Regions from separate parts of the Oryctolagus cuniculus genome. Here region 2 is linked to region 1. A link is a contact called in public Micro-C data. All regions are on one chromosome and are shown on one strand. The core of a region is the stretch at or near the end of the contact, and the rest is flanking DNA. Distances in the headings are between cores, read along the strand shown. Region 1 holds the start of MSH2 (mutS homolog 2). Region 2 overlaps LOC138848818 (a long non-coding RNA gene).

The links. Hi-C and Micro-C count contacts between places; a contact is called where the count stands out from the background.
Region 2: a Micro-C map of ear pinna shows a contact between it and region 1, with 5 times the contacts expected there. The contact joins the enhancer-like site here to the promoter of MSH2 in region 1. A contact is called at or near these places in 4 of 6 Hi-C or Micro-C datasets (ear pinna, psoas muscle, skin fibroblasts and 1 more).

What each region holds. Positions count from the first base shown.
Region 1 is chr2:155,454,624-155,458,362 of mOryCun1.1, reverse strand. MSH2 (mutS homolog 2) reads left to right here and starts at 2,104. Exons shown (of 16, transcript XM_051839023.2): 1 at 2,104-2,427. The coding sequence starts at 2,217.
Region 2 is chr2:155,504,229-155,507,967 of mOryCun1.1, reverse strand. The region is part of intron 1 of LOC138848818 (a long non-coding RNA gene); the gene reads right to left. Among named protein-coding and RNA genes, the nearest start is that of EPCAM, 24 kb to the right of the region's middle. Within about 2 kb of position 1,592, at least 1 of the 8 cell types and tissues checked has an H3K27ac peak or open chromatin away from gene starts, as enhancers often do. A contact at or near this core is called in ear pinna, where this site is marked.

The DNA.
Region 1 (3,739 bases), core at 855-3,354:
TGAAAGGCAGAATCAAAGAGAGACAGAGGAAGAGAGAGATCTTCCACCCGCTGGTTCACTCCCCAAATGGCCGCAATGGCTGGAGCTATGCAGATCAGAAGCTAGGAGCCTGGAGCTTCTTCCGGATCTCCCATGTGGGTGCAGGGGCCCACGGACCTGGGCCATCTTCCACTGCCTTCCCAGGCCATAGCAGAGAGCTGGATTGGAAGTGGAGCAGATGGGACTCAAACCTGTGCCCATATGGGGTGCCAGCACTGCAGGTGGCAGCTTTACCCGCTATCTGGCTTGGCATTTGGAATTTAACCAGCAGGCCAGTAGTTCTAAATTGGGCTGATGGTCAGGAATACTCAAGCTGTTTTAAAAAGTGGGGCGGCGGGGCGGCATGGTGGCACAGCTGGCTAAGCTGCTGCCTCTGATCTGTATCTGACTGCAGGCTGGAGTTCTGGCTGCTCTGCTTCTGATCCAGCTTCCTGCTAACACTGGGAAAGCAGTGCAAGACAGAACAGATCCCTGGGTCTCTGTGCGAGACCCAGGTGGAACTCCCAGCCTCAGCCTGGCCCATCATGGCCTACTGTGGCCACTTGAGAAGTGGTCCAGTGGATGGAGTATCTCCTCTGTCACTCTGCCTTTCAAATAAACGTCTTAAAAAAAGATTAAGGGGCTGCCGCCTGCAGTGCTGGCATCCCACATGGGCCACATGGGCGTCGGTTGAGTCCCGGCCGCTCCACTGTTGATCCACTTCCCTGCTATGGCCTGGAAAAGCAGGGAGGATGGCTCAAGTCCTTGGGCCCCTGCACCCACATGGGAGACCTGGAAGAAGCTCCTGGCTCCTGCCACTGCAGCCATCTGGGGAGTGAACCAGCGTACGGAAGACTTTTCTCACCCTCTCTGCCTCTGCCTCTCTGATAAATAAATAAATCTTTTTTTAAAAAAAGATTAAAAGATGTTGGAGGGCCCCACCCCCAGAAATTACAAACCATTTTACGGGAGCGGGGGCCAGGAATGTGTATGAAAAGTCTCTAAGGCAACTCTGCTGCCGAATTAAGTTGTGGGGCCATTTTCACAAGGGCGTGTGAGCCAAACAGGAGTGTGTAATACCCTTCTTAAAGGAATTACCACAGGATGGATCCCGACCTCCCTCAGCTCTTTCCCTCAAGGTTTTAAAAAAGTTCAACTCCCCTTCTGCCTGTTTGGTAAACACTTATCTTCTAAAGCACCATTCTGGCTACCTGCTACATTCCTTATCTGAACCCATGCATTAGAATGGAAACGGGACCACCCAGTGACGCTTTGTTGACGATCCTCAGAGCCAAGGACTGTAGGGCACATAGCAGGCCACTGCAAGGTTTTTTTTTTTTTTTTTTTTTTTTTTTTAAGACTTATTTGAGAAGCAGATTTACAAAGAGGGAGACGGTGGGGGGTGGGCTCATTCCCCAAATTGCACCAACGTCTAGGGCTGGGCCAGGCCAAAGCAGAGCCAGAAGCTTCTTCCAGGTCTCCTGAGCACTAGCGCCATGCTCCGCTGCTTTCCCAGGCCATTAGCAGGGGGCTGGATGGGAAGTGGAGCAGCCGACTCCAGTGGGCTCCCAGCAGACGGCTGCTTTACCTGCCGCGCCACAACGCCGGCCCCCAGAAACAGGTCTTTGAGTGAATGAACTAAACAGTCAATGAAAGAATTCGGTTACTGGGGAACAGTAGGTAGACCGGCAGACTAAACACATAATTCCGATGCTGGCAGTCTACTCAGGGCACAGCTTAAGAACAGACTGGGATGAGGACAAAGGCGAGCTTTTGTTTGTTTCCAAGGTTCTTCCTGATTTCATTCCGGCCACTTAATAAACTCGCTACCTGCCGGGAAAGTCCCACCTGGTCGCCGCCTAGCCTAGCCATCAACCACCTGCGTTCCAAGCTCGCAACAGCGAAACCGCGGGGAGCGACAGCCTGCCACGGCTTAGCGTCTGCGGGTCTGCTCGCGACCTAGCCGCAAGCATGCGCAGTGGGCAGAGTCCCCAGCGTGCGCGGGAAGCTGGACCGCGTCCGCTAGCGATTGGTGGCCGCGGCGGACGCCCGCCCACCGAGACGCAGCGCTGGATGCTGATTGGGTGTATCCGCAGAGGTCGCAGGCCGCGCTGTGGGCGAGGGAGGGGAGGCGGGAAACAGCTTGGTGGGTGCAGGCTCGCGCGGTTCCCTAAGCTGGGAGGCGGAGAGCTTCCGAAATGGCGGTGCAGCCGAAGGACACGCTGCAGCTGGAGAGCGCGGCCGAAGTCGGCTTCGTGCGCTTCTTCCAGGGCATGCCGGAGAAGCCCACCACTACCGTGCGCCTTTTCGACAGGGGCGACTTCTACACGGCGCACGGGGAGGACGCGCTGCTGGCCGCCCGGGAGGTGTTCAAGACCCAGGGGGTGGTCAAGTACATGGGGCCGGCAGGTGAGGCTCGGAAGGGGTCCGGGGGCAGCTCCAGCGCCCCCTCAGGGAATGGGCTGCGAGCTGCGTCTCCCGGGCGGAGGCTGGGCCCGGGGGCGGGGACGCGGGTGCCTGGCGGAGGATTCCGCTTCCTCTCTGGCCAGCCTGGCGGGGCAGGGACAGTCCCCTCGGCCCCGCGGTCCCTGGCGCTCCGAACTCCGGCAGCACTCGCAGAGTGTTCGCCGAGCTCCAGGTGTTCATACTCAGTTCTAGTTGGTTCTGCAGCACCAGGAGGCAGGGTCGTGCTTTTATGTCACCCACATCAGTGTGCCCCCAAAACGCTCGGTTGACGCAGACTGGCGTGGAGGGAGGTGTGGCCCGCGGGCGCTGAACTCGGGTCTGGTTACTAGCCGTGTGCCCTGGGGCCGGGCTGGGAAGCAGCAGCAGGTGCTGTTTGCCCCCGGGCGGCTCTCTTCCTGGAATGCTGCTGAATGATCCGAGGATCCTGGGTGGGCTGGGTGTTCCTGAGAGTTAGTGTTGATCTGTGACACCGCGAAGAGCCTTCTCGGGGAAGTGAGGAGTTGGGGGGAAGAGGGGTTCCAGGCCCGACGTGTAGGTGGAACGCTACCGACAGAGGTGTTTCTGGTTCGCAGCTTAGTGTCACGCAGGGTCATGGGCACACGAAAAAAAGGCGTCGCCTCCACTTTCTTTAAAGAGCTCACCTTAGTGGACGGCAAGGCAGAAAGAGTTAAAGGTGAAGATTCTGTGGAGGTGAGCGCCATACGCAGTTGACCAAGAGGCCTAGAGGCAGGATCGCCAGATTTCATTTGAGCCCCGGAGGAGTAGGAGTTGGGGGCCCGTGGAGAGAGCCCTGAACGAGGTGGATTGGTATTGCTGGTGTGCAAAATGATGAGTGAGGATGCAAACCCAGATAGGTGGAGTTAGGTGGCAAAAAGCTTTTTATTTTGTGCTGAGATGTTGGATTTTTGCGCTGCAGACAGTGAGCGGGCTGAAGACTTCTCAGTAAACAACATTTGGGCTGCAGGGTGGCAGAGGGTTTAGAAGGGGGCAGGAGTGGAGGTGTAGGATCATTTGAGACTAGCTTCACAGTTGATGATGATCTTAGTTGCTTTCCAAAATATTTAAAATTTTAGCTTACTTTCATCTACTTGAAAGGCAGAGCTACGGACTGATTCTGGATGGGGGCGTGGCGGGATTGTCCATCTGCTGATTCACTCCCCAAGGCTGCAACAACCAGGGCTGGGCCACGCTGAAGCCGGGAGCCAAGAACTCCTTCCAGGCCTCCCATGTGGGTGGCAGGGGCCCAAATACTTGG
Region 2 (3,739 bases), core at 343-2,842, 50 kb before region 1:
CCACGTGGGTGGCAGGGGCCCAAGGATTTGGGCCATCTTCTGCTGTTTTCCCAGGTGCAATAGCAGAAATCAGATCAGAAGTGGAATAACCGGGACTTGAACTGGTGCTCATAGGGGATGCTGGCGTTGTAGGTGGCAGGTTAACCTGCTGTGCCACAATGCCAGCTCCAACAGTTACTCATATAAGTATGCGTTATTCATATTTATTCCTCATAGTATACCCAGACTATAGAAATTGTTGGCTCTGTAATATAAAAGAAGAAACTGTGAGACTTAGAGAGGTTAAACCATTTACCCAGAATTTTTACTTCTGGCCATGACAGAGCAGTAGAGAACAGATTTAAATATCGATAACCAGATAATTAGACAAAAATATAATACGACTATTATTAGACATTGAACAATAGGCACTACTAATCCGTGGGCCCTAAGAGAAGGGAAACCAAGTGAGACCTATGGTTGCCCTGGTTTCCACCTGGATGCACATTCTACCCATGGCACAGGGGCAGCCCAGTGGTCTTGCTGAGGTCAAGGGTAGAGCATGGGGAGGAGCTGGAATTTCGCAGAAGAGGTCTGGTGAGGATGGAGCCCCCACAGAGAAAGTGCGTCAGGGTCTCCTTGAGCCTGTGCGGAATGGAATAGTGAAGCGCACGTGAATGGCGGAGCAGTCGTGAATAGTATGAGATTCCTCGTGGAATCTAGAGAAGAGCTCTCACAGAGCTGTGCGCACGACTGACAGTGGATAGCATTGGGAGGGATTCTTGGTTGCGCAGCTTATCGAAGGTTGCACATGTTGTGGAGCCGGGATTTGAATCGAGCAGTGCAGCCTGCACAACTTTCTGCAGAGATGCCACGTGGCAGACTTGCCATAGCCACCCGTGCTCCCTCCCAGACAGCTTTCCAAAGGCTGAGGATTGTTAGCGCTTTCAGGTCTGCAGGGGGAGACTTGCATCCACTGAAAAGACATGTTCAAGTCTTGCCCTCTTACACGTCGGTGCAACCTTATTTGGAAATAAGTTCTTTGCCGATGGAATCGGTAAAGTTAAAATCAGGTCATCCTAGGTTAGGAAGGCCTTAACCTAATAACTCGTGTCCTTACAAACAGGGAAATTCAGAGAAGATGTGCAGGGAAATTATCATGTGACAATGTGCGTCCATGAGCCAAGGAACACTATGCATTACCCTCAAGCCCTCAAGAGCTAGGCGGAGGCAGGGAAGCCTTCTTCCCCAGGGCTTCCGGGGGGAGCTCAGTACCTCGATTTTGGACTTCTAGCTTCCAGTATGTTTTTTTTCCTTTAAAATGTGTGTTTACTTTCATCTACTTCAAGGCAGAGTGGCAGAGAAAAGGAAAGACCCTCCATCTGCTTGTTGGTGCCCAAAATGCCTGCAATAATGGGCTGGGCCAGGCTGAAGCCAGGATCCCTGATATCTATTCAGGACTCCCCGACATGGGTGGCAGGGGCCCAAGCACCTGAACCATCATCTGCTGCCTCCCAGGATACGTTGGCAGGAAGCTGATGGGAAGCAGAGTAGCCACGACTTGAACGTGGCACTCAGATAAGGACTTCCCGAGGGGCGGCTTAACCCAGTGCACCACTGCACTCCCCTTAGTTTGTGCTGTTTAAGCCTCTGTGCTGGTGGGGCTTTGTCACAACCACCCTAGGGGGTGAATGCAATCCCTACAGCTTCCTTTTTCCTGGTCTTCCCCAGCCCAGGGCAAAGTGAGAGTTGACAGCAGGGCATAAAGTTGACAAAATAAAGAAGCTTGAGGATCCCAGGCTACAGGAGAAAGCAGGAAGGGGGGAACTGGTTGGACCGGTTTTTCTCAGAGCACAGTGACTTTAATCCCAACAGGGTCACATTTTAAAGTTAATTGATTCAGGGAGAGAGGCCTGGGCATTGTGTGAAACTCTGTGCTGGGCCCGCTGAGGAAGCCAGATGAGTCAGCTGCCCTTGGCCTTTGAGGAGCTCTTGGGAGCGGGAGTCAGCTCTGTGCAAGGTGTAATGGAGAGGCCAGCGATTAGTCAAGGTGTGAGTAGCAGGTTGTGCCATTCACTATCAAGAGAGTGATTCATCCCGCCTGGGGCAGGACGGACAGCTTCACCAGGGGGAGGAGACTTCTCCCCACACAAGGCCTGACCCTGGAGTGCACCGCCCACGGGAGAAGGCGCTGTTAGGTGTCCATCAGAGTCAGGTGGGGAGAACAGACCTCCCAGGAACTCTGGGCTTTCCCTGGGTGTGTTTGTCCCCATTAACAAAGCAAAGCTGGCCACTCAGTGGAGAGGACAAAGCTGGATCAGAAGCAGAGGAGCCAAGGCTTGAACCAGCACCCTGATGTGGGATGCAGGTGTCCTGGGCTTTTCCCCTGATTCCTGCTAGTGAACCTGGGAGGCAACAGGTGACAGCCTAAGTCTCTGGGTTCCTGCCACCTACATGGGAGACCTGGATGGAGTTCCTGGCTCCTGGTTTCAGTCTGACTCAGCTCCTGGCTGTTGAAGACATTTGGGGAGTGAATCACCAGATGGAAGACTTCTCTCTTTCTCTCTCTCTCCTTGCCTTTCACATAAATTAAATAAATAAATAAAAAGTATTAAACACCAACACTCACTACCCCCTCCCTGGGTTCAGGACAACTTTTTAAGCTGAAGACACTGCAATCACTCAATTCTTGTAAACATAAAACAGCAGGTACCTGTGGTGCAGCCCGAGCCTGCCAGGAGGGAGGGCTGAGCCTAAGACCGTGTTTTCTTTGGGATCTCAGCAGTTCTGGGGTTTAAAGGCCTTTCAGTTGCTGATGCTTCCTCTATTCCCAGTAATGCTATTTTCTGAAATGTTTCCCAGGGCCTAGCTCAGCAAAGAGGGAGAAGGGAAAGCTGCAGTTTTCCTATACGGTCCATTCCACTGTGATTCCACTGGGAATTCTTCCTTTCCGGAGATCTCTGGCTTCCTTCCTCCCAGACACTTCATTCACTCCCGCAGCAAATAGTCATCTGGAATCTCTTAGGTGTCGGGCACTGCGCAGAGCACAGGTGTGCGGTAGTAAGTGCCGTATTCCTGTACCACGTCACCCAGGCTGCCGCCCAGGTTTTTGTTTTTGTTTTTAAGATGTATTTATTGGCTGGCACCGCGGCTCACTAGGCTAATCCTCCGCCTTGTGGCACCGGCACTCCGGGTTCTAGTCCCGGTTGGGGCGCCGGATTCTGTCTCAGTTGCCCCTCTTCCAGGCCAGCTCTCTGCTGTGGCCAGGGAGTGCAGTGGAGGATGGCCCAGGTGCTTGGGCCCTGCACCCCATGGGAGACCAGGAGAAGGAGAAGAAGGAGAAGAAGAAGAAGGTAACACATGGGAGACCCAGATGGAGCTCCTGGCTCCTGGCTTCAGCCTGGCCCAGTTCTGGCTGTTAACACCCATTTGGGGAAGTGAACCAGAGGATGGAAGCTCTCTGTCTCTGTCTCTTCCTCTCTCTGTCATTCTGCCTTTCAAATAGATGAACAGAAACCTTAAAAGCAGGAGAAGGAGATGGCAGCAAGGGAGAAGGGGAAGGGAGGGATTCTTTGGGACTGGTTTTCCCAGCACCTGGGTCTGGTGTGTCGCCGACAAACAAATGGCACACACGTCTTCCCACACCTGAGAACTACCAGTGAGTATCAGTTTTATAGAGAAATGGAACCAGCCTTCCTTCCTGTAATAGGACTATATTAATGTTGCTTTTATGAAATCTAAGCAATTTGATTCTGGACTT